Linked DNA regions of Mus musculus: region 1 is linked to region 2. Evidence: chromatin contacts called from public HiChIP or PLAC-seq data. All regions are on one chromosome and are shown on one strand. The core of a region is the stretch at or near the end of the contact, and the rest is flanking DNA. Distances in the headings are between cores, read along the strand shown.

Region 1 (2,700 bases), core at 82-2,581, 130 kb after region 2:
ACACAACCAACAAGCACATGAGTGTGGCAGGCATGTAAGTCGGCAGATGACCCAAGTCAAGGTGTTTGGGTACAGTTAGAGCTGAGAACAGGGCTTCTGCCTGAGGTAGCCAGGAAAGACTGTCTTAATTTCTACCGGTCTTAGAGTGAAAATCAAAGGAAGAGGAGGGGAAAGTTGAGAGGCAGAAACTGGTTTTTTGTTTGTTTGTTTGTTTACTTCACCTGATTACTTGTTTCCACGTCTAGACCTACGGGAAGGTAGAGTGACTACCAATTCCAAGTAGGAGAAGCTGTGTGAGAAGCAAAATGTGCTGAGCCAGGAAGGTCTCAGTCTGTGGTTCCTAAAGGTGTACACCAGTTTAATGACTGCCACTCTTCAAAAAACATTCCAGAACCCCTGAGAATGTGCTAGGCTAGTGTTTTTCAAGTTGAGACATACTAGAAATGTGTTACCATTCCTTCTGGAGCTCCCCTCTGAGTCAGAAGTCCTAGGACCCAGGCATCTGTTTAAAATAGCTATGTAGTGAGTTTCACCTGAGACTGTTGTACTTTAGGTATTATGTGCCAGGCAGGGCCCAGTATGAAACAGGTAGAGCTGATCCTTGACTCTTTGATATATTTTAATTTTATCATTGAAGGGAAGGGTGTGCAGTTCTCTTGGGTTTTTCGTCTTCTCTCCTTTCACTATGGATGTCTCTTTTCACCAGGTAGTCCCCTTTGTGTGGCCGATGCCTCTCTCTCTCTCTCTCTCCCTCCCTCCCTCACCCCCGAGCCTGGGTGTCTCTATGTAGTCTTGGCTGTCCTAGAATTCGATATGTAGACCATGCTGATGTCGAACTCACAAAGATTCACCTGCATCTGCTTTCTGAGTGTTGGGAGTAAAGGCTTGAGACACTGTGCCAGGTTGGTGAACAGCTGATTTCAATGAGGTGACGTGTAAACTGGGATGGAGGGGAGGAGAAGACAGAGCAGGTGTGCTCAGATCATACCGACAAGGGCTAGGGATGTCTTAGAGGGTGAACATCAACACTAAAACCTGGAGAGGAATCTGCACCACTGAGAAACACTGTAACTCCTCACAGAAAAGAGGTAGCCTCGGTCTGGAGAAATGGCTAGAGAAAAGTAAGGTAGTGACGAAGTGAGCAGGCTAAAGGCCGAACTGCTTCCAAACCACCCTTGTCCACCGACACGTCCATCTTTGCCTTCACTGGTTGGTTCTGAAAAAACTCTTCTAAGCTTTACACCCGCTCCCGGGCGTGGCTCAACTCTTCTGGGACTCTCCGCCTGCAATCTACTGTTGCCCGGGATGGACCCGCCCAACGTGATGACGTCAGAGCGCGCGAGCCCTCGGGAGGAGGAGTAGGGGCTGCGGGCCGGCGGACGCTCAGGCTTCGGTAACCTGTGCTGGGCGGGGGAGAGGAAGGGGCGGGGCGGGGAGCCCCCCGGAGTTGCTGTGTTGCGGACGGGGCCCGGAGCGGGAGTCCTTGGCACGCTCAGCTCTCGTTTCTTCCCCGCAGCAGGCCCCGCACGGCCAGGCGATGGAGTTTCCGGACCTCGGGGCTCACTGTTCCGAGCCGAGCTGTCAGCGCTTGGGTGAGGGGCGGAGCACGCGGGAGGCGGGGCCGGACGGCTGGGGCTGGGGACTGCAGGTAGGGCCAGGAGGGTGAGCACTGGAGCTGGAAAGGCCAGGAGGGCGGGGCTCGAAGTTGTGGGCGGAGACTAGGGGCGTGGCCAAATTGATCGTGTACTGTGAAAGAGGTACAGTGTGTTGCAAATAGGGCAGAGTTTTTCCTACCTGAGTAGCAGCTTTGCGCAAGAGGAAAGGACATCTAAGTTTCCTTTGAACCCGCAATCTGACCCATTCTCTGTAGATTTTTTGCCACTCAAGTGCGATGCCTGCTCGGGCATCTTCTGCGCAGACCATGTGGCCTACGCCCAGCATCACTGTGGATCAGCTTACCAAAAGGTGAGGGGGCGATCGTGAGGGTGGCAGGGGTTGGTGTATGGAGAGGAGAGCGGGTGCAGATGCTTTCAGGATCTGTCTATTTTATGTTTTCCCCTCTTAGTTATTGTGTTTCTAAGCCCAGCACTGGGTAACTTTGTTTTTTGTGTATTTGTGAGTGGTATATCCGGGTTCTTTAAGAGATTGCTTGGCTCTCATACTGACTCCTGACCCTTGACTATAGGATATCCAGGTACCTGTGTGCCCTCTCTGTAATGTGCCTGTGCCGGTGGCCAGAGGAGAGCCTCCTGACCGTGCTGTGGGAGAGCACATTGACAGAGACTGTCGTTCTGACCCAGCACAGCAAAAACGCAAGGTAAATAAATAATGGAGGGGTTAGTGAGACAACCCAGCGTAGTATACGGACATCTGCAAACCCAAAAGGCTAGCTCCATGGGGGCCAGAGGAGAAGATGAGTTTCCTAAATAACAAACCCTGTTTCATCTCAGATCTTCACCAATAAGTGTGAACGTTCTGGCTGCCGGCAGCGGGAGATGATGAAACTGACTTGTGATCGCTGTGGCCGAAACTTCTGCATCAAGCACCGTCATCCCCTGGACCATGAATGCTCTGGGGAAGGTCATCAGACCAGCAGGGCAGGGTAATTACCACCAAATAGCCAACTTGCTTTGCTTCAGCCATGTCTTCCTTGACCAAGGCAGTCTTTATGCTTTTTGCTCCATTTTGCTTGCAGTGCTG
Region 2 (2,700 bases), core at 198-2,697:
TGTTATGTCTGAAAGAAGAGCTAGCTGAAGGAAGGAAAGATCAGGGCCCACAAAGGGATAATACAGAAAACAATACCAGACAAATGAATGAGATGTGTCCAAGCAGGAAGCTATAACACTTTAGGTGTATAAGTTCAGGGCACCATGATGGAGGATCAAGATGAAGAGGTAAATAGGTCCAGTCTTAATAGCATACAAGGAATTTGGACTTTACCCTACATGCCACTATAAGAACCACTAAAGGACTATAAGCAAGAAAGCAAGACAATCATGTCTCTTTTTCAAAGAGACTATTCTGATAAATGTAAATTTAACTGGGAAGCAGAAAGAGGATGATGGGAAGGCAGGTAAGAGGGCAGTTGCAGCATCAAGCCAAAAGGGTATCAGCTTATCTAAGGCAACAAAAGCTAGACTAAAGAACAGACTCCATGGTGGTTGGTGAGTCATAATTGGAAATGAAAACCAAGAAGAAAGCAGCAATGCAGGTGAAACCTCAGTTTCTGGTTTAGGGAACCGATGGATGATGGTTTAATCTACCAAGGCAAAGAATACAAATAAAGAACGGGTTTAAAGAAAGAAGTAACTAATTCATGTGGAGCATGCATTAGAGGCACTGATACCTACCAGTAAGATAGATATCCATGTGGAAATATCAAGGATGCAGAAAAAAAGCATGGGTCTATATGACATGGTGCTCTAAAACTAGCTCTCAGTGGTTTACAGTGCTGTTGGGACTAGGCTCTCAATGAGACAACCCAGAGGAAGGGAAAATAAATAAGATCTTGGATCTGATCCTGGGTACCATGAACATTCCTGACACAAGGTTTTTTGGTTGTTGTTTTTTTGTTTGTTTGTTTGTTTGTTTTTGTTTTTTAAAAAAAGGAGACCCATCCAGAGAAAACAAGGAAACCCCCTGTAGATGCATGTAACAGGAGAGCAGTTTTCAGGTTGCTCCTGAGTCTCCCCAGGTCTACCCAGTGCTTCTGACATAAACTCAAGCTTAGGAAGAGCAGCAGTGGGTAGCTTTTTAATGTCAAGTAATGCTCTAGAATGCTGCAACTAGACTACAGCTACGGCTACATTTAGGATACTGAGTCAGATCAATGTCAAATATCAAACTTCTTAGCTAGTATATCACACCAAGGAGATTATCTAAGTGTCCCGAGACATTCAAAGTACAGCAACGGGAGATGTTGATGTGTTGGCTATCCTTGTGTAATGTCTGAGAAGAGAGCTACAAAATCCCTATCTCTGTAAGGGCCCCCACCCAGAGAAAGCCAACAACGTGCAGTTGCCCAGGTTTTGGTGTAAAGGGCTGATTCCTAGCCAGAGGTTGCCAGCTGCAGAGGGCGGGGCTCTATTTTGGGCTGCCTGCTGTCGCTGAGCCTGTCCGAGTCTGGTTTGAGCAGCATGCAGCCCCAGTGACTCACACACCCATGCTAACCGCCTGTGGCTCAGTGGCATGGCCTCAGAAAGCCAACCTCAGGCCAGCTCCCTCCTCACCCTATTACACTGGGATAAATAAATAAAGAGCCCGCCAGCAGCCACACAGCCTGATAGCAACCAGATGGGGAAAGAAAGGCATGGGCAGGGCCAGGGAAAGGAACTCCTCCAACAGAACAGCTGTAAGGGGCTTCACCAGCCTGTGCTCATCCGTAACACAGTTATCCTGCCATGTGTAACAGTCCCCAATTCCTCAGCTTCTCTCCCACACTTAAAGATGCCTCTCAGCACTTTAGCCCCAGCCCCTGTTACGTCAGGCAGAAGCAGGTAGATCTCCAAGAGTTCAAGATCAAGCTGTTCTACATAGCAAATTTCCCCCTTAGTTGGGTCACTAGCAATTGGTGTCCATATGTTCTCTGAAAATGAAAAGTTAGAGGTTCTTTATCTTATTGTATTTTGTTTGTTTGAGACAGGGTCTCTATGTAGTCCTATCTGGCCTGGAACTTGCCATGAAGACCAGGTTGGCCTTGAATTTGCAGAGATCTGCCTGCTTCTTCTACCTCCTGAGTACTAGGGCTAACTAAAGGTGTGCACCTGGCTAAGTCAGAGTTTCTTAAGGGAAGAAGTAAAGCAAAAACATCAAATATGAGGAAGTACCCCTGTCTAATGGTTAAATATCTTCTCTAACTTTAGCATCCTAGAACTCTCTATGCCCTCCTGGCCCTGTACTGTATGTGTCCATGGCCTCTTGCCTAGCAGGATTTCCAATGGGAATAGAAGTAGCCCCAGGCACTGACCGCATGGCCCTCTGACACTGGCCTGGCCTCCTTGCCTGTTCATCCCAACTGTCTCCCTGGTTTGTTTATTTTCTATTCCATGTTGCTTATTTTGATGGCACATCCTTTCAATCCAGTCTTGGATGACCTCCTGACCCTTTTATGTCCTGTTTATAGGACCCCAGGCAAGCATAGTAACTGAAAAGATACTGTAGCTCTACAGTCCCAGTACAAACCTTTCAGTTCTAGCAGCTACATGAGACATTCTGAAGATAGTACAGGCGCCCTAGAGGTCCCAAGAATTCTCATTACCCAAGCTCCCCTCAACAGAGCATACAGACTTCAGCCACTTACTGCTGCAGCTCAGTTTCCTTATCTTCAAAATAGAAATCTGAGACTGGAGGGATAGCTCAGAGAGCAAAAGGCCACCAACCCTGATGGCCTTGATCCTCAGAACACACATGGTAGAAGAAGGCTGATT

The links. HiChIP or PLAC-seq counts read pairs in DNA pulled down with a chosen protein or histone mark.
Region 1: an HNF4G HiChIP or PLAC-seq map of pancreatic cancer cells shows a contact between it and region 2. The contact joins the promoter of Zfand2b here to the enhancer-like site in region 2. A contact is called at or near these places in 3 of 39 promoter capture datasets (the C10 cell line, cranial neural crest and neutrophils), 1 of 15 datasets of contacts at CTCF or cohesin (large pre-B cells), 1 of 115 datasets of contacts at active chromatin or transcription factors (pancreatic cancer cells) and 3 of 9 other capture datasets (adipose tissue, liver and pancreatic islet).

Annotation. Positions count from the first base shown.
Region 1 is chr1:75,167,315-75,170,014 of GRCm38.p6, forward strand. Zfand2b (zinc finger, AN1 type domain 2B) reads left to right here and starts at 1,332. Exons shown (of 10, transcript NM_001159905.1): 1 at 1,332-1,393; 2 at 1,517-1,592; 3 at 1,871-1,965; 4 at 2,186-2,317; 5 at 2,451-2,602. The coding sequence starts at 1,538.
Region 2 is chr1:75,039,149-75,041,848 of GRCm38.p6, forward strand. The region is part of intron 6 of Nhej1 (non-homologous end joining factor 1); the gene reads right to left. Among named protein-coding and RNA genes, the nearest start is that of Nhej1, 85 kb to the right of the region's middle. Within about 2 kb of position 1,448, at least 42 of the 459 cell types and tissues checked have an H3K27ac peak or open chromatin away from gene starts, as enhancers often do. A contact at or near this core is called in pancreatic cancer cells, where this site is marked.